Linked DNA regions of Mus musculus: all the other regions are linked to region 1. Evidence: chromatin contacts called from public promoter capture Hi-C data. All regions are on one chromosome and are shown on one strand. The core of a region is the stretch at or near the end of the contact, and the rest is flanking DNA. Distances in the headings are between cores, read along the strand shown. Region 1 holds the start of Prrc2c (proline-rich coiled-coil 2C). Region 2 holds the start of Rabgap1l (RAB GTPase activating protein 1-like). Region 3 holds the start of Rc3h1 (RING CCCH (C3H) domains 1). Region 4 holds the start of Gas5 (growth arrest specific 5). Region 5 holds the start of Cenpl (centromere protein L). Region 6 holds the start of Ankrd45 (ankyrin repeat domain 45). Region 7 holds the start of Blzf1 (basic leucine zipper nuclear factor 1).

Region 1 (3,294 bases), core at 307-2,806:
ATCTGTAAACCAAGTATAAGAGCTCCTTCCTCAAAGACTAGGATCAAAAAGGATAATGTATATAAAGGTCTTGAGAGCATACAGTTAGAGGTTAAGTAATGAGAGATCAGCCAGCATTCTATGTTCTTCACACACACCTACAGACACCCCCCCCAAAAAAACCCAAAAGCTTATTATGACAAATTCATCCCAGAAAAATCATATAAAAACTTCTTTTCTATATGCAAACTCAATCTATTTCTAATTTTTGGAGAATCAATGCATTTGGAGCCAGCCAGAAAAGATGCTGCAGTGCATCTGTGACACACACCTAAAAATGGCTCCAGCCAAAGCAGCATCTTAATGACCAACATGGAAGCTTAAATCTACTTTTAAAAAATGCTAGAGGTCAGACGTGGTGGCCGCTTCATACCACCCTCTCTGTAACGTCTATTAGCGGGAATTGACTCCTGAGCACTCGATGAAGCAAGCATCTTCCGATTCTTCTGGTGCATTCCCAAAGAGAAACCCTAACAGGAGGGCCGCCTACTGTACAATTCTAAGTATCCTGCTGGGGTATGAATTTATGAACCGAGGTTGAAGACCAGCCAATGCGGAAATCCGGGTAGTTTTAAGAGTCAGGAATTACTAGGCAAGTTGGATCCCCCCACCCCAAAGATCTTGAACACACTTCAAACAAATATACATCCCCTTTAAAGAGATCAGAGCGGTCCTTATATGCAAAATCAAGCAAGAGTCCTCACTGGCTCCCATGCTATTTTTCTTCGGTCTTAACTAGGGTCTCTACTCTAGCAACCAGTAATACTAAACGCTCTCTCTGAAAATCAGGCAGCAGCCGAGCCGTATTCCCACAAATGCCGGGCTGGAGCGGCCTAGAGGGAGGAAAAGACTACTCAAATCCTCCAAGAAGTTGTTCAGCTTGTCCCCAGCGGAAGTGGGGTTCGTTGGTCCTGGGTCCTGGTAGAGCCTCTACGACCGCCCTGGACTACACACCGCTGGCTGCAAACGCCAGCCATCACCACAGGAGCATCCGCAGGCACTAAGAGCGCTCGGAGCCGCCACGGGCACCGTCCTCCACGCCGTGGAAAAACGGCGCGCGCAGGCCCCGCGCGGGCGGAGGCTCCCTCGGCCATCGCAGGGCCGCCCCGCCGCAGCACACGCCGCGCACATGGGCGACGAGCCCTGCTCCGGATCTCCGCGGACAGCACGACGCCGGGAGCCCAGGGAGAGACGCCGCGGGCCCCCAGGCCTGGCTCCAGCGCCCGTGCCTTCCCTCCCTCCTCCATCGGGCCTCTTCACGGTCCGGACGCCCTCGCTCTCCTTACCCGCCAGGGTTGAGAACCAAGTCTGCGCGCTTCCAAGGGGCTCGCCCCGGACGGATCAGGGTCAGGGGAGGGGAGATTGCCTCGAGAGACCGTCCGCAGGGCCGCTCGGTCCCGAAAGCCCGAGCCACCGCCGTACAAACCGCCAAAGCACTTTCGCTACCTCCTGAGAGGGTGAGAGCGAGCGAGAAAAAGAAGCAAGATGGCGGCTAGCCAGCCCCTACGTGCTACGTCATGACGTTGCGTACGTAAGGCAAATCTCCGCAAGACCGCCCCGGGGGGGGTGGAGGGGTTGAGGCTGCGGGGTCACGTGACAGCCTCCGCCGCTTCTCGACTGCGGCGGAGGGCAACGCTACCTCCTACTGGAAGGAGGGAGTTCGTCAAGCAGAGCCATTTCGGAGACAAAGCTTTTCCACCTGGGAAGATTCCAAAAACCTTGAGCCCTCCGTGAGGAATCACGACTTGGTTTGTCTCCGTGCATTGACAACAACTGATGGAGGAACATAAACGTTTACAACCTGCGCTTTGACCGAATGTTCTTAGGGGGGGGGGGGGGGCAAAGTGAGGGGCCATGGTGTGGTGGCAATTTGAGAAGACCGAAGTTACCTCGGAGTGAAAAAAATAATCCAAGTGTTAGGGACAAAAGCGACTGGCGTGCTTTGCTGAGGCCACCTTCGGCATTTGTAATTTTGGTGTAAAATAAGGCACTGTTTATTTCTGACTCCTCTGGCAATGTTTACCTCTTGGAACAACTACCTAACAGAGAAAACTAACAGTTAAGAGTCACTCATGCAGGCCGGGCCGTGGTGGTGTACGCCTTTAATCCCAGCACTTGGGAGGCAGAGGCAGGTGGATTTCTGAGTTCAAGGCCAGCCTGGTCTACAAAGTGAGTTCCAGGACAGCCATGGCTATACAGAGAAACCCTGTCTCGAAAGCCAAAAAAAAAAAAAAAAAAAAAAAAAGAGTCATTCATGCAGATGTTTACTAGGTAAGTGTATAGTAGAGACAAGGCAGTACCCGAAGTGAGGAAGGAAAATGATAATATTCTACCTGGGGGCTGAGCATGTACCTCAGTGCCGCGTAGTATCTTGTCACATATATGCAAGTCTCTAGGTTTGGTCTTCCTTTCCCCAACGGAAAGAAGGTAATCCACGAGTATGTGATATTTCTCTACTTTATGAGATATCTATAGTGTATAATAAATCCAAAGATTCTTGTCCTGGTCTGAGTAAACTCCTCCGCTTGCAACTGGCATGTATTCATGGGGTGATACCACAACGTTAGAACAACCATAAAATAATAGCGCAGTAACCACAAGTAACTTCTTCCCCAATTGACATTTGTGATCATTTGTTTTAGATTTTGTTTGCTTTGCATTTCTGGGGCTCGAATCTGGGGCTTGCCTTCAACATGTTAGGCAAGTGCTAATCCAACTGAACTATAACCCTTAGCCCCTTCAGAGACCTTCCAAAATGAGACATAATTTGCTGATTGATAGAACAGGACAGAGAGAGGCCTGTCTTTTCACCAAGAAAACACCTTGGTTATTTTCCCACAATCCATTAGAACCAGTCTTCTGTATCCTGGACTTGAAGTATCTTTCTTGAGCAATGCAGGATCCCTCCAACAATCAAATATGCTGACATCTACCTGGTTATGAGACTGACATGTACAAACAGAATATTAATTCATGAGTTTCTAAGAGTTGTGCATTAGGGTTCTCTAGAGTAACAGAATTTATAGAATGAATCTCTATGTATATATAGAAAGAGATTTTGTTAGAATGATTTATGGACTCTGGTATAGCTAATCCAACAATGGCTGCCAATGAACAGAAGGTCCAAGAATTCAATAGGTTTTTCAGTCTACAAGGCTAGATTTCTCAGTTGGTTTTCAGTACATACTGGAATCCCAAAGAAGACTTTAATACCAGTGAAGAAATGGACTCTTGTTAGTGAGGAAAGAGCTAGAA
Region 2 (3,294 bases), core at 471-2,970, 1.9 Mb before region 1:
TCACAGATAAGCCCTGAACAATCACATCTATTTCTCCCCAGGTGGTTTAGTATATTAAGAGTACATCTTGAACTAATTTAATATGGTCATCAATCTAACTCAAAGTCTTAGCTAGCTTCCCAAGAAGTACATTTTGTAGTAACATATACTATATTAAATTCATCTAGCCTTTCTCCTTTCAACCTCAGTGTCAGTTTCATATAGAGAACACAACTAAGACAATGAATCACAGGCCAATTTCCCTTTCCAGGCAGCTTGTAAACTAGTATTTTCCACGAATAGAATCCACTTCCAATTTGACTACAAACTTCATGTCTGTACCTCCTGATCACGATTACTGGACATTCTACAGAAGTGCAGCGGCTGCCAAATGTAAACACTACTACAAGAAAAGTCTTAAGGTTTTCAGGAAATTGTGTTCTCTGAATTGTGACAGTCAACTATCTACCTCTTCTCATACACAAGAAAATTTAGATGCATTAAAATCATCTAAACTGTCCATTGGAAAAAAAAATGCATGCTTTGACATCTGTTTCCAAACAGCACTAAGCAGGTCAAGCAAGCCCTTACCATTAAAGGTTAGCGGTTCATTTAATTTGCATACCATCGGTTCTGAAAAAACGATCGCCTAAATTCGAGTCTTTTTCTGATATAACCAACTCTGAGAAGTCCAAAAAGAATATATAAGCACCTGAACGAAACTGTCTTGAGACCACAAATGAACTTCTCAGTTCAGCCTTCCTTGCTCCTGGCCACCTCCCCAATGGCCAGTGGCCCCTTTCCACATGCTGACGCACTGCCCAGCCCTGCACCGTTGGCGATCCGAGCAAAGTACCAGCTCGGTCTCAGAAACTTTGACTCAGTTATCAGGACACGGAGGACAACATGCGCGTGGGTGTGGATGAGTGTCTGTCGGGGCCCACGCGGTCAACTTTGAAGCGGGGCATTCCTGGCAGGTAGAGATCTGCCCAAAAAACAGCCTATCCCAGACAGCAAAACCACAAGCATCGCCAGCAGGAACGGAGCAAAGTGCGCGGGGCGGAGGAAAGGGAAGAGCGAGGGAAGGACACGGGATCCAACCGACGCTTTCAAGTGGGTAAGAAAATAAACCTGTCCACACGCCCCCCCGGACTCGGGGTTGCTGGGACTGCGAGCCCAGCAGCAGCCACATCCCGGCCACCGCCGGCGGGGGCGGCGGCAATGTCAGGAGGGCACACTTGGAGGCGGCGGCCGCCCAAGCCACCACCCGGCCCCAGGTGAGGGGCGCCAACCCCGCCTCCCGCCCGGCCGCCCCACCGCGACGAGCCAGCCACACGGAGAACCCGGGTGTCCCGGAGGCGGCCGACGGTGCTGAGCCCGCCGGATGCCTTCCGCCCCGCTCCAGCATCCCGGTCCCGGGCCGGGCCTCGCACCCCGACCCTCTCTGAACCAGCCGGGTCCACCTCAAAACCCCCCGGAGCGCGGCTCCCAGCCGTCAGGCCGCCCTCGAGCCCCCCTCGAAGGCCGCTTTCACCTCACCTCACGTCTCCGCGGCCGTGCCGGAACAACAACTCTGTCAGACGCCCGAGTCCCACCCGCCGCCCAGAGCTCTGCGGCCGGGCCCGTCCCGTTCACTCCGCCGCGGCCGAAGCCCAGGGAGGGCGGAGGGAACGGGGCGGAGGGAGCGGGCTGGGGAGGGGAGAGGACCGCACGGCAGGAAGAGGCGAGGGAGGGGGCGGACTGAGGAGGAGGCGGTCGGCGGGAGCGCGCGCGCCCGGCCCCTCGGCGCGGCGTGCGCGCTCCCGAGGGCGGAGGTGCCTTCTCTGCCTAAGTCGGCGGCGCGCGCGCGCGTCCACAGGCTCGCTTGACTCGGCTTGGCCCCCCCAACCCTGAAAGCGCGGAGTACAAACCTGAGCAGAGGGCAGAGGGCGAGCTAGGAGAGCGGAGGCACGCGAGGACCTCCTCCAGCACGCGTGCTGGTGCCTGGCAATCATCCCCAGCACTGACTGAGTTCTAAGTCCCTTTTGGGGAGATTCTTTCTTAACAAACCTGTTTTACATATTTCCATTCCGTGAGGCCAGTAAGTCACCTCGGAGGACTAACTTTTCCACCGGGACTCTTTGTCCTTTGAAGGTGCTTGGAGGCATCCCCCTTCATTGATTCTTCCAGACTCAGACTACATAGGAAAGCGCTAACCCAACGGTAAAGGCATCCCGGGTCTCACCTTTTAGCCTTTCAGAGAGTAGATTTTGGAGGACAGATAAACTAAAGTATTTACTTTCTGCCACAAATATTGTACTAATTTTTGAACTGTGAATTTTTTCCTTTCTAGATCAAGCAGCCAGAAAAGACCTGTACATTCCTTGAATCTCATAAGAACTTTTTTTCTCAGGTTTATGGCACAAATATGTGTACCCTTAATCTGTGAAATATTTTAGAGATTCTAGAGGGACCTGTTCACCCATTTCTGTGCCTTTCATGATGAATCCTACCTGGCTTATAGAAAGTATCCGTTCAGTAAATATTACTGTTTGAATTGAATGTGTCCAGAGATTGGACCTCTAGAGTAGCTTCTTGAGTTGAAAGTTCTCTTTTCTTATAACACTTCAATTGGTCTGTCATTATTGTCCACCCAGATCCAAAAGCTACCCTGTAACATTTGTCAAAGGACCTTCAAACCCAAGTTTCTTTTCTCCTTTTTCTTAATGTTAATGCCTACAGATGCTGTGTCATAGCAAAAGTGTTCCAACTCATTCGGGTTTCCCCTCCGTGTTAGGTCCTTCCCAGAAGGTATTTTTGTTAAGCTCTGTACCCTGAGTAGACCTCCTAACCAGAACCTGACTCAATGCTTTAAGTTTGATACCTAATAAAGTTAGGATCTAATTAACACAAATCATCTGTTGACTTCCACGTTTGCAGAGTCTCATTGTAAATATACGAGAAGTAGATACTGAGCCAGGCTCTATGAGAAAATCAGCACACGAAAAGGCCATACATAGCATTTGCCTTCAGGTATCTTCTAAACAAAGCGAAGTTATTTGACAAAGGGGACAATGAAGGCTAGGACTTAGCTCACTTTCTCCTGTTTACCAGGAGGCCAGGCCTAAGAAGGGTGTGACTTCACGTGAAAGCCGGACTTCTCACTTCAGTTAACCTAATCTAGATCACCCCTCACAGGCACGCCTGGACGCTTGTCTCCCAGATAATCCTATATCCTGTCAAACTGACAATATTAAACACTGAACACAGCCAGGCACATCTTGTGTGTGGAGGAGAATGAAAAGGAGTTTTTCCTCACACTAGCTGCTGAGATGG
Region 3 (3,294 bases), core at 572-3,071, 1.8 Mb before region 1:
TTTGGTTTACAGTTGTCCAGAGCTAACTCAAATCATAGAAATTTCAGATAAGTGGGGACAGCTGTATTTAGTAGTTTAAGAGATTACAGATTTAGCTCACTCCAAAGCAGCAAACACAATCAATAAAGGCATGAATAAGTCTAAAAATAAGCTGAAATCTCACCACCATGAAGTTATAATCACTACAAAAAAACCTCTTCCAAGTTCAGGAAAATGTGTGATATTTCAGCTGTGTGAGCTGGATATGCTGTCTTACACCTATAAGCCTAAAGTTAAGAGGCAGAAGGATTTGCAGGGCAGGCAGTGGTGACACAGGCCTTTAATCCCAGCACTTGGAAGGCTGAGGCAGGCAGATAAATCTGAGTTCAAGACCAGCCTGGCCTACAGAGTGAATTCCAGGACAGCCAGAGCTACACAGAGAAACCAAGAAAATAAAAAAATTAAAAATGAGGTGAGAGACGAGCCCGTGAACGTGCTCCAGGCCACCCTGGTCTCAAAGCAAGAGCCTGTCTCAAGAACCAAAGCCTGGCCAGGTATGGCTAGGTGGCCATACCTATAATCTGAGCTCTCAGGGAGCAGAGGTTCAGAACTTCCAGGTCAGTCCAGGCTCCAGGATTTTCTGTTCCGGGAATAAAACAAACCCAGCCAAACCAAAACAACAACAAACAAACAATCAAACACCCACGGGGAAAAAAAAGAAACCAAAACAAAGCCCAAACAAGCCCAACAGCCACCCAGTAATTGTTTCTTGTGAGATGTGGAAGTAATTTGTTTGTTTGTTTTAAATCGATGTTGGTGAGTTTACAGTGAAGAAAGGACAGTCTGGGCATGGGGCCCATGCCTTTAATTCCTTCACTTGGAAGACAGAGACAGATGGAACTCTTGTGAGTTCAAAGCCAGCCTGGTCTACAGAAGAATTTCTAGGATAGCCAAGGGTATATAATAGAGAGACCCTGTCTCAAAAACAGAACAAAAAAAAAAAAAAAAAAAAAAAAAGAAAGGACAGAACAACAAATTCTCTGCTTTCACAGACAAAGCAGGAAGCAGAAGGAGAGCGGGGAGCATTTTATGGTGTTGACTTGAGGACAGTTTTAATGTGAAAATTAGAATATAAATTTAATACTATATAGTATTAGAATTCCGTTTCTTTCGGTTCTCCAGAATTTGGCTAAACCGAATTATGTCGAAGATGTGTGCACACACACCCCACAACACAGGGTACTGGAAAGGGGTGGGATGCAAAACAGATACAAGAGGAAGAGTCCAGAGCTTAAGAGAAACGCCATCATACACACACACACAGACACAGACACACACACACAGACACACACACAGACACACACACACAGACACACACACACACACACACACACACACACACACACACACACACACACACACAAGCGCGAGTGAGGCTGGGGAGAGGTAGCATATAAGAAAAAAGATGCTAGAGTCGAGGAAGAGTCCAGACCTCAGAAAGTGACAAGCTCAGAGGCAGCGCGAGACTCCATAGGAGTGAGCTTACGGGAACCGCCTGGCCTCTTGCCTGCCAGCACCAAAGGCACTGTGGCCACAGGCCAGGCGGGTGGCCCGGGAGGAGGTGGGACAAGTTTCTCCACTCGGGGCGCGACAGCGCTCGAGACACGGGCGGGGCGCGTCGCCCGCTCCCGACAGGGCGTTGGGGCCGGTGACTCAGAGCTTTCCTCCCGGCCCCGCCCTCAGACGACCACGCCCCACCTCGTTAGCCACGCCCCGCCCCGTTGGCCACGCCCCATGAGGAGGAGCCTCGCCTTCATCTCCGCCCCAGTCTCGGGGCGGGCCGGAGTCTGAGGAAGAGGAAGGGGACGAGGACAACGAGCGACGGGCGGCGGAGGACGCGGAGGAGGAAGGGGAGGCCGACCAACAAGATGGCCCCTGCTGCAGGAGCAGCCTCAGCAGCAGCAGGTGGGGGGCTGGAGGCGGCGCTGGCGGTGGCGGCTACGGCCGTGGTCCGGCGGCCTGGGACAGAGTCAGAGTCGATGGTGGCAGCGGCGGCGGCGGCGGCTGCCGCGACGGTGGCGACGGCCGCAGGGACTCGGAGCTGAGAGGAGCTGCTGCTCGGACCAGAGCGGTGAGCAAGTGGCGGTCGGCAGTGTGGGGAGCGGGGCGGCCGCGGCCGAGAACAATAGGCAGCGACTGCGGGGATGGGGCTGTCCTCACCCGCCCTGCGCTCGGGACCGGCCCCAGGGCTTGTCAGTGGCCGGCGTCCTTTAGGCCTCAGGCCTCCGCGTGCCTCCCGGAGGGCCTGCCGGGGTAGGTAGGCCGAGGGGCGGTGCGGACGCCGCCCTGGACGCCGGGAAGGCTGGGGAGGCTGGGGCGGGAGCGGGGGGTTGGGGGGGTCCGAGGCTGACTGGTTCCGAGGTCCCTCGGAGGACAGCGGGCGGGCGGTGAGTTTGCTCGCAGGAAATGTTGTTTGGACCCCTGTCTGTGCGGTGGGGGAGGGAGTAGGCGCCTGTAAACAGCCGCCGCTCCTGCCTAGCTGCCAGGCGTGGCTGCTCCCTCCCCAGCCCCCTTCCTCCCTTGGCCAAGTGGGTTTTAGGGTGTCGGTTTCCCAGGAGTTCCTGGAGATAAACCCTATTGGCCAAGACGAAACCATGTGCAGGTGCCTTTTTCAAAAAGACTATAAGTGTACAACAACAAAAACACACAAAATGTGGTTGTTGGTAAAGGATGGAGTAGTAAGGGGTGGACCTTTCCTAACAAGGTTCTAAACATCAGGTCTCTGTAAACACCACGGTACTCACATCCCAGGTCCGAGGGAGCTAGCCGAAACAAGGGCTCTTTTTGAAGCAGCAATAATGTAACTCTTGACATCCCAGAATAGTCCGTGAAACTGGAAACAAAGCCACTTATTGGCAGCACGGAGACAGATTGTTAAGGTTTGAGCGGAACTTTTCTAACTAGCCATTTTGAATTGTGTACAGCAGAGGCGATATCATTAACCTCTTTGGTATCTGCTGGAAGCACTTAGGACAGAGAAGTGGTTCATCTGTCTCCCTTAGGAGTTCATGTGTCTGTCTCATATTCTAATCATTTTTTTTCCAGTTTGTCCCAAAATTTGGAGAAGATTCTTTTTTCTCTGTTTGAAATTTCATATTTAAAGCCTACTTTCTAAGATTTCCAATACTTTTAGCCTGCCGTTATGCTTGCCTGTGAATCCTAGCACTCAGGAGGCTGAGGCAGAGTATCCTGATTTGACAAGACTTGTATCAAAAAACTAATTCAGCCAACAAAATGCCAGACAATAGAAACTTT
Region 4 (3,294 bases), core at 217-2,716, 1.7 Mb before region 1:
ATGTAATTAACACACAAAAAAGTGACTGCTACACTGCGAAAAATTCAAGCTATGCCCATACTTTATTAGTAGACTATATAAAATAAAGACAGGAGTTCACTAAGAAGGGGCATCAAACACATACAGATTGGGTATAAAGTCTAATATCCTACATGAATGGTCGCTATTATCACTACTTTTCCCCATGAGACAGTGTCCCTCTATATAGCTCTGGATGCCCTATAACTTGCTCAGTAGACCAGACTAGCCTGGAACTTAGCGATCTACCTCCAGGAATGCTAGAATTAAGCCACCCACCAGATATTTGTTTTTGACAGGGTCTATGAAGCCCAGGCTATTCCTGGAACTCACTATGTAGACCATCTGGTTTCTAACTCAAAAAGAGCTGACTGCTTCTGCTGAGATTAAAGAATGCTCGTGTTAGAGGTGTTTGACTACCATGCCCGATTAGGCCCATATTTTTAAGCTTACCAGTTTGAGCTCCCACTTTTTGAATATGGGACTCTGAGGTGACTCTGAGAAACATTCCACAGCCCTGTCAGCATTCAATTCACATGCAGAGAATTTGTGGCCTAGTTGCCAGAGTTAGCAAAAACTAAGTAATACTTTTTCTCCCCAACAAACTTGAAACTTGGGTATTCCAAAGTGGTGATGCTACTTTGACTGGGAAAGTTGGTTTCCCACAGCTGCTGACAAAAATAAAGCCTGAAATTTCACACCACAAAGACTGCAATTGCATCAAATAGTCTTAATTAGTTGAGGGTAGTTCCAGTATACCACAAGGATTTAGGCTCACCGTGCATCCAATGTTTCTCTAAATTTATGAGACTACACAGCACACCAGGAAGTAGTCCGGACAAGCTCACTTTATCACCTCGCATTTACAATACACTTATTGAGTAAACAGGTAAGTGCAAACACGGCTTTCAAGACGCAACTTTAACCAATCTGACCTTTTTCCAAAGCGTTATTGTTTGTTTTGAAACTTTTAATCCATTAAGTGCCTCTGTCGATGCCATCACGAATTCAGATGTTTATTTTGGAGCCTACACCAGCGCCTTTTTTGTTTGCTCTTTCCAGCGATTCCCCAGTGAGGAGGAAGCCCCTGGAGTAAAGTCTTTCTCTAGCGTCGGCACTGAAGGGGCGAGAGCTGTAAAAGGGAGAATCGGGAACGCTGGGGTTGGCCAGTCGGGTACTGGGGAGGCCTCTATCAGTGTCAAGAAGCATGGGAAAAGGGGGACCTGGCTAAGCGAGGAGGTGGCACAGATGCCGGGAAGCTCGACAGGAGCAGAGCCCCGCGGCAAGGGAGTTGCGGGCGCACAGGTGAGGCGCGGGACCGGGAAGGGGGCGGCGCCCCGGGATCGGTCTAGGGCGGCGGAGGTTGCCGGGGCGGGGGTGTGTCTGGGTGTGGCCCCGGCGCGCGCGCGGGGTCCTGAGGGAGGGGCTCGCCAAGGGGGCGGGCCCGCGAGCTCGACAGCCCGGAGCCAAAGGGGCGGAAGGTCGCCGAGTGCTGGGAGGGGAGGTGGGGCAGCGACTGAGCGCCGCAGGAGCTGGCTGCAACCCAGACGCGGCCCGGGAGCGTCGGGTATGAGCTAACGGGGCGGGGGTGCGGGGAACGAGCCCAGTCAAGGAGCAGCACCTACCTCCGGGGGTGGAAATGGGCCGGAATGGGCCGGAACACCGTCCCGGAAGTGAAACCCCCCGCCCCCTCCTCCGGAGCGAGCGACGTGCCGGAAGGAAATCAGTCACCCTCACCCCGCCCCACCCCCAGCGCTTTCCTTGCAGGAGCCCCCTCCCCTCAGCCTGTACTCCTCAGGGAGGCGGAGGGCGGGCCTATCGTGCCCGCGGCAACTCCGCCCTCCGGGCTCTCGGGGGCGTGGCCAGAGGGAAAGTTTTGTGGGCCTGAAGAAGGTGGGGCTTGAGGAGGAGTCTGAGGGCGTGTGAGGGGCGGGGTTTAAGTGGACGCAGCAAGCAGCTTTGCGTCTTGACGTCACGAAGACCTTATATACTCGACTCAGCCGCCATCTCAGCCTTTCGGAGCTGTGCGGCATTCTGAGCAGGTATGCAATTTCCTGAGTATGTTATGGCTTCGGGCCTTGGAGGCTGAAGCACTGGAAGCTGGTGGGATTCCCGGCGCAGCCGGTGAGCTTAGTTCAGGGCACAAGCTGGAAACTTTAGGAGGTTGGTTCTGCGTGTATTTGTGACATAAAATAGCATTGGGTTTTGGTCTGGACACCAGACAAAGACGACTCAGCATGCGTGTTCATGCTATGATGAAGGCTATGTTGGTAGGGACAACTGAGCTTGTTGATGAATACCAACGATTCTGATGGCAGAGCATGCTGAGTCACCTCGTGCACGGTTCAACGGGGGTGGAATGCGAAGCCACGCGGTGTTTCTTTCGCGATCACCATGGGATGAAGGCTTTTGCTAGAGATTGCCAGCAGGCCTTAGTCACTAACAAAGAGGACGATTGCTCTTGGGAAGTACCTGGATTAGAGACTTATATGTAACTGCTGGATATGTGCAACTCAACAGTGCCTATGTGGACGGAGTTCTTTGTAAGACAGGTCCATTTTGTGGAAGTAGAACTACTAAAGATTAACATTTTTCTTAGGAATGGCAGTGTGGACCTCTGTGATGGGACATCTTGTGGGATCTCACAGCCAGGTAACTCAGTGGGGGAGGGGCATGACTAGAACATAATGACCACAAAGCCCATGATGGTATGAGAGTAGTGGACAGAAGGGATTTCTGAAAAACACTTTTCTGAGGCTTTAATTCAGCTACTGGAAAGGGTTTAGTTCCGTGAAGAAGGGGACTGACTGTTCACATCTCTTATTTCCAGTTCTGTGGCAAAGGAGGATGAAGGCTTACGAGGTGAGTACTGAATAGTAATGAGAAGTTAGGTTGAAAGGACAGTGCCACAATGATGACATCATATTTGCTACTCTTGACAGCTGGGGTGACGATAGCTTTAAACCACCATGATTATAACTGAGGCACACAAAATAATGATTTGGGGGCTACTTACAGAGTAAGCAGTTTTTACATAAAGATTCCCCCCCCCCAGGACTCGTCAGGAAGCTGGATAACAGAGCGAGCGCAATGTAAGCAATTTTGTGTGTGCATGTGGTCCCATTACAAGGAATACCCAATGGCAAATGAGCACTAAAGATCCCTCAACCCACACATTGAATGTATTGTTCCCTGAGAGCAATTGTAGATAGAGGAGTGGGTGGGAAGTCTGAAGTCAGGGCATTGTTTCTGCGTATCTGAGGAGGCTGGTTTTTG
Region 5 (3,294 bases), core at 204-2,703, 1.7 Mb before region 1:
GATGTGTGTGTGTGTGTTTATGTGTGCGTACCCACAGGTATGTGGGCTCACATGCCACGGTGCCCCTGTGGAAGTCAGAGGACAACTTGTTGGATTCTGTTCTCTTCTTCCATTCACAGTGTGAGTTTTGGGAGTCAACTCTGGTACTCAGGCTTGGCAGGAAGTGCCTGAAGCCACTGAGCCATCTTGTAGGTCTGATGTAGTTTATAAAATAGCCTAGATTATACAATATCCCTATTGTGTTTACCTGCACAAGTGTCAAGGCCCAAGCAAATAACTGCCCCAAAGGAAAATTTTGCCTTCTGTTTAAAAATCTAAACCTTGTACATAAACTAGCACTTGAAGGGACATAAAATGGTAGCTGTCCATTTTGGTAAGTGACATATAATTTTAGAAATTACCTGCTTGACAGTGCAGTTAGTATTTAACTTTAGTACAAGTATAGTTTATAACAATCATTTGTAAATCAATAAACTATTAGAAAAGATTTTATTTAAATTATTACTTTAGTTTTTCTACTAATAGTATACACTACACAGGCTATCTACTTTTTTTTTATAATCAAGGGGGGGACCTTAATTATAACTAATCAAGAGAATGAATGACCTGGTATTAAAATGCAGTTAGAATCAGGGAAACAAGCTGTCAAAAACAGGCGGAAGCTCGTAGCTGCCTTCACCTGGAATTCTTTGTGAACTCAACGCCAGATTTCTGGAAAGAGAACCCCAGATTGGCCGCATGGTCTTCCCGATGGGTCTGGATAAACCCCTGCATAGACGACTTAACCAAAAACCAAGATACATGTTGAAGTCCCGGGATCCGGAGAGACAATCACGAATCCCACGCTGCAGGTGTGGTGGTGCTCAAAACTCGGTTTTCGGAATACCTGGGAACCCTTAAAATTCTAGTTCCCACGCAAATGCATCCAGACCCTGCTCCGCTGAACGTTCTAGTATCTACAAAGTAGATTGACCTGCAAGGTCTCCAGAGACCTTAGGTGAGTGGGTAGGGGGAAAGCCTTTGCTTCCTTCAGTGCATCAGTTCCCACTTTAATTAAACAAGGCTGAGCCCCGAAGATGCCTCAACAGCAGCGCCAGTGCCAGAGCGCCCCAGCCGGAAGGCCGGCCACCAGGCGCGCGTCCTCCCTTTATTCCCACGTATCTCGAAGGTGACCAGGGCATAAGCAGAAATATAAGGAGGTGCAGCCTCGTGTTTCAACTTTCCCAAACCTGGCGGCCCATCCTGGATTTTCCTGAAAGGTGAAGACGAACAAATCCAAACAGCTCTGAGGTTCAAACCCAGACACAAACCACATCCACAAGCCAGTCCCTCTGACGCCCGGCGAGCGCCAAAGTTACGCAAGGATTCCGGCCAATCAGGACGAGGGCGCCTCCGCCATGTTTATTGTGGGCGGCAGTATGCGGGAAAGTTTCGCACCGGTTGGAAAACGGAAGAACAACGCGGCGCAATAGGGGATTGGGAATTTGAGGCTATTGATTGAAGCCTTCCAAGCCTTGCCCTCAGTTAAAATGACGACTTCAGTTGCTTTCAGTTACGTGAAATCGGAGGGCCACAGGCGAGGCTTTCCGAGTCGGCCGCAGGGCAAGTCGGGAAATGATTTTAAACTGGAGGGCGTGGCGTGTGTGGAAAAGCGCCTAGACGAGCGGAACTTTCAAGTCTACCTTTGATCCCCGGAGAGCTCCGGAGAAGGGTCTTTGGGGACTCCCTGTTTTTCGTGGGCCGGCGCCAGCTTCCGAAGAGCGAGGATCATAGAGCCGGGCAGCTTGGGAAGCCGAGCTGTCTCTCCCGGGGGAAGTCGCAGGTCTTGCTCGAGCCTGAGGGAAGCTAGGTTCACTCCAGGACTCCTGATGTCTCTTCTGAACTCACCGGGGATTGCTTCGGTTCTCTCTTAAGCAGTCATTTTGGCCACTTTCTTCTTCTTAAAAAACCAAAACCTTTCGTCTCGACGTAGTCTTGGAGCAAAACTTGAAGGATGATTCGTGAATCCGGAGTGGATGACAGTGTCTTTACGACATAGTTTTGGTAAGAGCTTTTGGGTCCTCGACTGGCCGTGTACTGCATTTCTTTCTGTTGTGTGACTGTTGTCTTTGCAATGCTTTTGTGTATTTAAGATGTGTACAAACGGAAGCTAACGTCAACGTGAGCGTTAGTATGGGAGCAGTGGGTTGACTTTTGTGGCAATATTGCAGTGACTAACTCAGGGACTTTCTTCATGGACTAACCACAAGAAAAACTACTGAGTTTTAGTTGTGTGTTAGGAACTGAGTACAAGAGAATTTGATGAGAGATATAGTTCCGTGGATACTAGAAAGAGGCTGATAGGACCCTTTGCCACGGGCATAAGAGTCAAAGGAGGCGAAGAATTGAGAAATTCGTAGAACCTTTCCCTCCAGTCACCTGGCAACATAGCAGCGTACTTACTAATAGGGTCGTTTGAGGAGTGAACAGTAGTACCAGATATGTCCCAGGACTAGGGAGGCTGAGGCAAGAGAATTGCCGTGAGTTCTAGGCCAACCTGGGCTACACAGAGAGACTGTCACTCGATATAAACAAAACACCCCCAAACAAAAGAATATTCGTTAAAGGCTTAATCTTTGTTAAGTGCTTACAAACATGCCTGAAAAGTAATGTATACTTAGCAGTTATTGTACTAGTTAGCCTACTTTAAAGAAAGATTCTGTATAAACAGAACTGATGAAGACTCCTATCTAAATAGCAAACAAGTGGGGAGAAGAACGGGAGGAGGTGGTGGCAGAGGGAAGACGCTGCCTTCTGAAGGAAAGTTCAGTTGATGGAAGATTTTTAACAGAGGGGTTCGGATAAGTGGGACCTGCATGGCTGCTATGGACAGGAAGAATTTGTAAAGTCAAAAATAATAAAAAAGACTAGGAGCTCTCCTGCCAAACCCAATACTGCTCTGATGAGAAGGCCAAGGGTGTCTGTAAAGATAAAGATGTCTTCCAGAAGTTGGCCTGGGACCTCCACAGGCATAAGAGCCGAAGGAACTTCTCCTGGTAGCAGCAGCCCCAGTTCTTGGTTCCTCCTGACCCCCACTGAAGGTCCTTCTGTAAGTCCTGGAAGCAGGCAGGACAGGAGGTGGGACTCTTAATCCAAACCACCTGAAAGCAACGAGAAAGGACAAGACAGGGAGGGCCATTAACCTAAACCCACTGAGGTGCACATTAGTGGGAGGCTCACCAGGAGTGTGGCCAAGGCTCACATCATGGGAATACTTTATGCCTGTGGGAAAATGAAAAAATGCTTATTTAAATG
Region 6 (3,294 bases), core at 347-2,846, 1.6 Mb before region 1:
CTTCTCACTACCCGCTTCTGTAGGAAACAGCCTTCAGTCTAACAGATCTGCTACATGGTGGCTGTAGGAATACGCTTGCAGCCCACAGAGCATCTGGCTTAAGTCTCTGTCTAAAATGTCACATTCTAAATTTTTGGCCACTACATCTTTGTTGAATAAAAACAAAACAAAACAAAACAAAACAAAACAAAACAAAACAAAACACCCTTCACATTTAAAATTTAAGATTTCAGCCAGGTGGTGGTGCCACATGTCTTTAATCTCAGCACTTGAGAGGCAGCGGCAGATGGATTTCGGTGAGTTTGAGGCCAGCCTGGTCTACAGAGAAAGTTCCAGGACAGCTAAGGCTATACAGATCATCGTGAAGAACAAACCAAAAATAAATCTGAGATTTCATCTTTTTTACATTGTAGAACTTCGGCTTGATGGTGGTTGATTTTTTTGCTTGGGCCTTAAGTCATGCATTCATTTTTATTTTTACTTTATTTTGTTTGTTTTGGGGACTGGCTATCACTGTGTAGCCCTGGCTAGCCTCAAACTCAGAAAAGATCTGTCTTTGCCTTTGCTTCCCCAGTGCTAGGATTAAAGTTCTATGCTACTATGCCCTGAAAACATTTATTTTAGTTTCTAATGACATGATTGAGTTCATTGAGTATCATGCCTTTTATTTTACTTATTTTACATTCTTTATGATTTATTTTTGTGTATGTGCCTGCATGTGTACATGTATATTTGCTTAAGGAGGCCAGAGAGGGTAGGTTCCCTGAAGCTGGAGCCTGAGGCAGTTGTAAGTTGCCTGCTGTGGTGCTGGACTCAAACTGTAAGAATATGTGCTCTTAACCACGAAGCCGTTTCTCCAGGCTTCAAACGTTGATTTTTAAAGTGGGTATTCATCTTCAGTGCAAATGCTGAGCCCATCAGGAATATGGCCTCTTTGTTAACGATTTCATTCTAGAAACAAGTGATAGCTCCCTTTGACTTCAGAACAAAACTTCCTGGTTTTCTCTCTGCCAAACTGCGGGAACACGTATATTGCTAGACAACTAAGGTGGTACTTCTCTGCTGATTTTTCTCAGGTTTTCCCCTCGTTCTGCCCACCCTAAGAGCTGTTTTGGACTTTACATTTCGAATAAAAAAAAAAAAGAATCTAGCACATATAATTCCTAAGTTCCTTTTGCCCCTATCTAGTTGTCAGGGAACAGTCTAGGTGACACAAAGTTTAACTGTATGAGTTCCCCCAAACAACTAGAAAGGTAAGCAAGACGTTTCATCGCATTATTTTTTAAATATAGAATTCACCCTTATGCTTTCAACACAAAAAATTTTCACTTGAAGGCAAACGAGGAGACCAACAAGGAACGAGCACAGTTCATTTTTCATTAAAGTTTTAAAGTAGTTAAATTCAGACCTATTACAGAAATTTTTACATAATAAAACGCCTTCATACTACCATCAGAGCATTGATTTTGCGTTACTCGAAGAATATCTCTAGCTTTTTCACTCTAATGTCCTTCGCTTTGACGTCCCTGACCTTCCCGCCCAGTCAGAACCTGAGCGCTGGGTGAGGCGCGGCTGCGCCGTCGCCATGGTAACCGCGGAAGCCTGGGCCCTGAGTGAGGTGAGTAGGAGTCCTGGAGCTGAGGTCCTGGGTGGGCGATGGGGTGTGATGGGGCAGAATAGACCCGCATCATCACTACGGGATCCTGGCGTCAGGGGCTGCCGTGGTGGGCGTCATCCAAGGTATGCTCAACCTTTGTGTGTCCGGTGGGCTTTGCTCATCCTTCCGCGGCTTTGATCATCCTGCCGCAGCAAAAGGGCAGGCAGAAAGTCGAGGGCGATTCCAGGGAAGGGAGAACTCTCAAGCCCCTCGGGGAACCGCCATGCTCTTTCCACGTGACCCGGTTAGTTCAGAAAGGCTGGCACTCTGGGTGAGGGTCCCCAGGCCTTCCCTCTGCGTTGAATCCTGGGTGATTGAGCTGACTACTTTGCCGAGTGAGGATCCGGCCCCTCTGAACTGGGACTTAAAAATTCTTAAGAACCATTTATTATCTTTTTTTTTTTTTCCCTTTTTGAAGAAATAATTCAACTGGCTAAAAAGCCTTTGGGGTCGACTCCACTACAACTTCTGGAAGCTTCATCTGCGTCATTGTTCTTTGTTTATAGGATTCGGATATCATCACCATTAAGCCACCTCCTACCCTGTTACTGAAGTGTCACCCCTCTAGGAAAGCCCTTCTGGGACCTTCTACTCCCAGTTTGCTGTCGCTGCCCTTCCTCTCTAACAGCTCAGCCTATCGCCCTTGCATCCTTTATCTCAGCCATTGCTTGATCAGACTGTGGGTTGGCAACCAGGCCTATGTAATTTTCTATTTTTGGTACTTTGCAGGCTCTAAATGTTCCCGTTGTGTAGTCGGGAAGTTTCTAGACCTTCCGTAACCATTTAGTAAGTCAGAGCAGGTTATATCCTCATTTCAGAAAACTCAATTAAATAAAGAGAATTAAATCACTGACATGCTGCCTTCATAGGCCCAGGCTCCTCCCACCTCTCTATGCTTGTGCAGGCTATGAAGCTTATGGTTCATAGTATTATGTATGTGGACATAGAAAACATAATTTGCTTTGTGTCCTTTTTTTTAAAGATTTATTTATTTTATTTATATGAGTTCACTGTTGCTGTCTTCAGACACACCATAAGAGGGCATCAGGTCCTATTGCAGATGGTTGTAAGCCACCATGTGGTTGCTGGGAATTGAACTCAGGACCTTTGGAAAACCAGTCAATGCTCCTAACCACTGAGCCATCTCTCCAGCCCTGTTTTGTGTCCTTTAGAAGAGGATCGGAAAGCTATGACCTGGGGGTTGCTAACCAGCTCTCCATTTTACAAATATTTTAGCCACAGACATACCCATTTATTTGTGTGACAACCGCGATTACTCACTCCCCTGCTACAGAGGGACTAATCATGTGATAAACAGTAGGCCTCCACAAGCCTACAGGTGTGCCATTTGGAATGCACTGATTTCCTGAGGCCTTCATTGGTCTTAGCCTCTGCAGTCCTGTGTCAGCATCTTCTCTTTATCCCTCCTGTTTTAAGTTTCTTCCCCCTCCTCTTTCCTTCCCTGTTGTTTCCTAATTCATCAAGTTTGTTACTACATCTAAATCTAAAATGGCCTCACTTCTTCCCTTTGTTTCTTGCCCCTACCCATAAGCACCATGATTGGAGGGAACCTTGGACTGGAAGAAACTCAGTAGGCACTGACTTGGGTGAGTGAGTACTTACAGCCCTAGCTCTCG
Region 7 (3,294 bases), core at 288-2,787, 1.6 Mb after region 1:
TGTACAAGTCTACAATTTTAATATTTAGTTAAATTGTTTATTTTAGGTTTGCGATGAGCCCTATAGGTAATGGTCCACCCCTCCTATGATGGCAGTGCTATTCACATGCTTGAGAGAAAGTTCTGTTGTTATACTGACAATCACATTGCTCTCCCGAGACAGTTAAAGGATGCAGACAAGTGACATCAAATATAGGTATAGTTTTCATTGATCCATGTAGCACAAACATCTGTTTTCACTAACAATAGTTACAGTGTAGTAAAAATAAAACGAACAGTTGTATTACCTGCCTTACTAGATAATCAAGGGGGAGCTCTCTGAGTTCAAGGCCAATGAGTTCTAGGGCAGCCAAGGCAACCCAGAGAAACCCTGTCTCAAATAACGCCCTCCTACTCCAAAATAAACCCAAAACACAACCCTCCCCCCCAAACCAAAAAAGCAACCAATCAAACAAAAAACCAAATCAATTATTATCAAAACAAAAACACTTACCTTTGTTTTCCGAACTTTTAAGGGTAGTCATTTTTTCCATAACTAATGAGAATACAATCCAAGACTTTCACCGAAGACCTAGAGATGTATACATACGAAAGAATTAAAGCAATAACAATATATTCAGAGAATGCATCTACTTTAAAAGTTATTTTTTAATTGTTTCTGTCTTTAGTACCCACGTTCTTCATTATTTCCTTTTGACGGGCTGTAATGTATACCTGTTAAATAATGAAAACCCAGGCATAGGTTTAAGTGGTCTCTGGAGTCTAGACTGTAGAATAGGTGACCACACGTCCTAAAAGCTGACTGTTCCTAGATGTATACGATTCAGTACCCGGTCTAACTTCCTGAACATCACAAATCCTTGCCCTGGGAATGCATCCTGAAACTCTATCCAATGGCAAACAGAGACTTTAAAGTCAGAAACTTCGCTGGGACCATGCGATGCCGATGAGCAAGTGTCCTTGTCTAAGAAACACCGGGTGAAGGTGTGGGGAGGCATGGGTGCCGAGTTTAAAAGGAGAGGAGGTGGAAAAATTAAGCCTGTCAGCCTCATTCCCCAGGAGTATGAGCCCAAGTTTGTCCCTGTCAGGAGGAGCCTCTTCCCAGAACAACCTTTAAATCCCAAACCAATGGCTGCCGAACTCCAGCCCAGACCATCCTCTTCCCACCGCGTCCGGCACACGGGCCGGCTCCAGGACTTACCTGTGATATCCTTACTTCAATGTCCACCGCTCAGGCTCTTCACTCGCTCAGCAGCCGGCTGACTTGTAAACTCCCCTGGCACTCGGAAGCCAACCCGCCCAAGCCTCCCTGACACGCAGCGCCTCGCTCACTCTAATCACTTCCTATTACACAGGGTTTCATTTCCGGAATGCTCTTCTGAAGGACAAGGACCAACTGACACTTCGTGCTGTGTGTAAAATGAAGAGAGACAGGGTCTACTATGTATCGGCTCGGAAAGCGAAAACTGGAAGATATCTACTTAAAAAAAAAGTACCAATAGATAATGCAAGCGGTATGGACGCTTAAACTTCCGGGTCACTACCAGCCAGACGGAAGTGAACGCGTTGGAACGGAGAAGGTGGCGTCGCGTTGCCCCAGGCGATGAGGCAAAGGGTGGATCTTTGAGTGAATGGGCGGGGCCTAATTACTCCCAGCCAATGGAGACGAAGCAGCTTCGAGGCGGCGTCTTCGAAGCAGTGGCTGGAGGAAGGCGGGGCTTGCGTTGCCAGAGTAACCGGATCATTGGTGGTGGTGTAGTCTTCCTGTGTACAGGAATCTATTTCCTGTGCTGAGATCTACAAACTATGGTAAGTGTTATAGGGAGGCCCTATGAAAGGCTCCGAGACCCTGGTTACGGAACATCCAAGTCTTTGGGCGATTGGGCACCCCGCCTTTCATCACCTCTTACCTCGCTAGGAGCAGTTCCTTCTGCCTCTGCGCACCCCTTTTCTTGCAGCACCCTAATTTCCATTTTAGCGCCACTAAGACCTCAAGCTAGAGCAATGTAACAGAAAGTAAATGGGGGTGATATGGAATCTAAGAAAACCCGATGAGAATTATTTCGAATAAACCGTTTATAAGCTTGCATTGTTTATCTTTTTCGTTTTTCAAGCTTGCAGACCCTTATCGACGTGGTGCTGTCTCAACACTAACTTGGATCTGAATCTCCCTGAGTGCTGGAGTCAGTTCTCCCAAGCGGTGGAGTTCTACCTTGCATCTCCTACCAGGACCGCTTAGTAATAGCTGTCTGCTGGCTCAGCGTCTAGTTCATTTCATACTTTCCAGATCACTGTGTTTTAGCAGGTATGTTTTTCAGGATTACTTGGAGAGTTCTAGCATTCACCAACACCACCATAAATTATGACTGAATAGGAATGGGGCTTGATACTTTGCGTTTTAATAAGCCTTTAGATGGTTTTAATGTACCCATTGCTCTAGTGCACAGAGTTCTAGTTAACTCATCTTTAGTCATCTCTGCACTTGTGCGTGGTGGACGGGACAGAGCAAAATGTTGCCTTCAGGTGGGTGTAGCTGTGACTTAGCAAGAGGCATCTGCACAATGAGGCTTTCTCATTGACTGACGTTCAGCAGTCCTTTTTGTTAACCAATCTGGTCCTTTGGTACCAAAGAGACCTTTTCAAACCTTTACTTCACAGACCCAATCTCTTTCCTCCCTCTTTTCTCCTTTCTAGGCACTTGACAGAATCTAAGAGGCAATGTATTCAGTATTGGATTCCAAATAATCAATGATTTTACCTATTCTGTAGCCTCGTATTTCTACTTTAACGAAGGAAGTGTGGAAGTGACCGTTCATCTGTTTTGCTCTTGATTTCTCTTGCTCCCATCTATTGTAACCATTTGTGGCATGAAGTTAGTTAGCATTTGATCTGGTGTGTGTGTGTGTGTGTGTGTGTGGTGTATGCTGATTTTGTTTTGTTTTGTTTTGTTTTTCGAGACAGGATTTCTCTGTATAGCCCTGGCTGTCCTGGAACTCACTTTGTAGACCAGGCTGGCCTCGAACTCAGAAATCCGCCTGCCTCTGCCTCCCAAGTGCTGGGATCAAAGGCGTGCGCCACCTCGCCCAGCTAAGCTGATTATTATATAAGTACTTTTCTTACTGTGACTCATGATTCATCAAAATCAAAACTTGGTCCTTGAGCATGAAGAGTGGAATTCTCCGGGCATGCAGGCTTACCTTAGAGACAGTCCTCTTACTGTTTGGTAGAAAAACTGGGGCTGGGGGTGGGGTGGGGTGGGGTGGGGGAGGCCTAAAAACAGTTAATTAAAAATCTC

The links. Promoter capture Hi-C pulls out the DNA fragments that hold promoters and counts their contacts. Capture Hi-C pulls out chosen DNA fragments and counts their contacts.
Region 2: a contact with region 1 is called in a promoter capture Hi-C map of liver, with 2.6 times the contacts expected there. The contact joins the promoter of Rabgap1l here to the promoter of Prrc2c in region 1. A contact is called at or near these places in 1 of 39 promoter capture datasets (pre-B cells), 1 of 484 Hi-C or Micro-C datasets (CD4 T cells) and 2 of 9 other capture datasets (adipose tissue and liver).
Region 3: a promoter capture Hi-C map of pre-B cells shows a contact between it and region 1, with 3 times the contacts expected there. The contact joins the promoter of Rc3h1 here to the promoter of Prrc2c in region 1. A contact is called at or near these places in 1 of 39 promoter capture datasets (pre-B cells) and 1 of 9 other capture datasets (liver).
Region 4: a contact with region 1 is called in a promoter capture Hi-C map of pre-B cells, with 4 times the contacts expected there. The contact joins the promoter of Gas5 here to the promoter of Prrc2c in region 1. A contact is called at or near these places in 8 of 39 promoter capture datasets (the 3T3-L1 cell line, the C10 cell line, the HPC-7 cell line and 4 more), 1 of 484 Hi-C or Micro-C datasets (muscle stem cells), 4 of 115 datasets of contacts at active chromatin or transcription factors (astrocytes, embryonic forebrain, embryonic stem cells and 1 more) and 1 of 9 other capture datasets (liver).
Region 5: a contact with region 1 is called in a promoter capture Hi-C map of liver, with 2.4 times the contacts expected there. The contact joins the promoter of Cenpl here to the promoter of Prrc2c in region 1. A contact is called at or near these places in 1 of 39 promoter capture datasets (erythroid cells), 1 of 115 datasets of contacts at active chromatin or transcription factors (astrocytes) and 2 of 9 other capture datasets (adipose tissue and liver).
Region 6: a contact with region 1 is called in a promoter capture Hi-C map of hippocampal neurons, with 5 times the contacts expected there. The contact joins the promoter of Ankrd45 here to the promoter of Prrc2c in region 1. A contact is called at or near these places in 4 of 39 promoter capture datasets (the C10 cell line, hippocampal neurons, liver and 1 more).
Region 7: a promoter capture Hi-C map of liver shows a contact between it and region 1, with 4 times the contacts expected there. The contact joins the promoter of Blzf1 here to the promoter of Prrc2c in region 1. A contact is called at or near these places in 4 of 39 promoter capture datasets (the C10 cell line, HPC-7-derived erythroid cells, cranial neural crest and 1 more), 1 of 484 Hi-C or Micro-C datasets (B cells), 1 of 115 datasets of contacts at active chromatin or transcription factors (astrocytes) and 2 of 9 other capture datasets (adipose tissue and liver).

The regions. Positions count from the first base shown.
Region 1 is chr1:162,739,000-162,742,293 of GRCm38.p6, forward strand. Prrc2c (proline-rich coiled-coil 2C) reads right to left here and starts at 1,557. Exons shown (of 35, transcript NM_001081290.1): 1 at 1,326-1,557.
Region 2 is chr1:160,791,218-160,794,511 of GRCm38.p6, forward strand. It overlaps Rabgap1l (RAB GTPase activating protein 1-like), which reads right to left and starts at 1,721. Exons shown (of 21, transcript NM_013862.5): 1 at 1,519-1,721. It overlaps Gm37083 (a long non-coding RNA gene), which reads left to right and starts at 678. Exons shown (of 3, transcript XR_003948752.1): 1 at 678-1,096.
Region 3 is chr1:160,904,590-160,907,883 of GRCm38.p6, forward strand. Rc3h1 (RING CCCH (C3H) domains 1) reads left to right here and starts at 1,822. Exons shown (of 20, transcript NM_001024952.2): 1 at 1,822-2,110.
Region 4 is chr1:161,033,135-161,036,428 of GRCm38.p6, forward strand. Gas5 (growth arrest specific 5) reads left to right here and starts at 1,467. Exons shown (of 11, transcript NR_166052.1): 1 at 1,467-1,585; 2 at 2,618-2,670; 3 at 2,849-2,880; 4 at 3,074-3,110. Zbtb37 (zinc finger and BTB domain containing 37) reads right to left here and starts at 1,715. Exons shown (of 5, transcript NM_001356489.1): 1 at 1,644-1,715; 2 at 954-1,150. LOC115487643 (a small nucleolar RNA gene) reads left to right here and starts at 2,260; the gene lies at 2,260-2,339. It overlaps LOC115487678 (a small nucleolar RNA gene), which reads left to right and starts at 2,716; the gene lies at 2,716-2,777. It also overlaps LOC115487638.
Region 5 is chr1:161,069,314-161,072,607 of GRCm38.p6, forward strand. Cenpl (centromere protein L) reads left to right here and starts at 1,454. Exons shown (of 5, transcript NM_001159930.2): 1 at 1,454-2,043. It overlaps Dars2 (aspartyl-tRNA synthetase 2 (mitochondrial)), which reads right to left and starts at 1,347. Exons shown (of 17, transcript NM_172644.4): 1 at 680-1,347. The coding sequence starts at 803.
Region 6 is chr1:161,141,101-161,144,394 of GRCm38.p6, forward strand. Ankrd45 (ankyrin repeat domain 45) reads left to right here and starts at 1,597. Exons shown (of 8, transcript NM_001368766.1): 1 at 1,597-1,618; 2 at 3,210-3,264.
Region 7 is chr1:164,305,947-164,309,240 of GRCm38.p6, forward strand. Blzf1 (basic leucine zipper nuclear factor 1) reads right to left here and starts at 1,538. Exons shown (of 7, transcript NM_001160209.1): 1 at 1,201-1,538; 2 at 493-570. The coding sequence starts at 532. It overlaps Nme7 (NME/NM23 family member 7), which reads left to right and starts at 1,726. Exons shown (of 14, transcript NM_138314.4): 1 at 1,726-1,808; 2 at 2,114-2,304.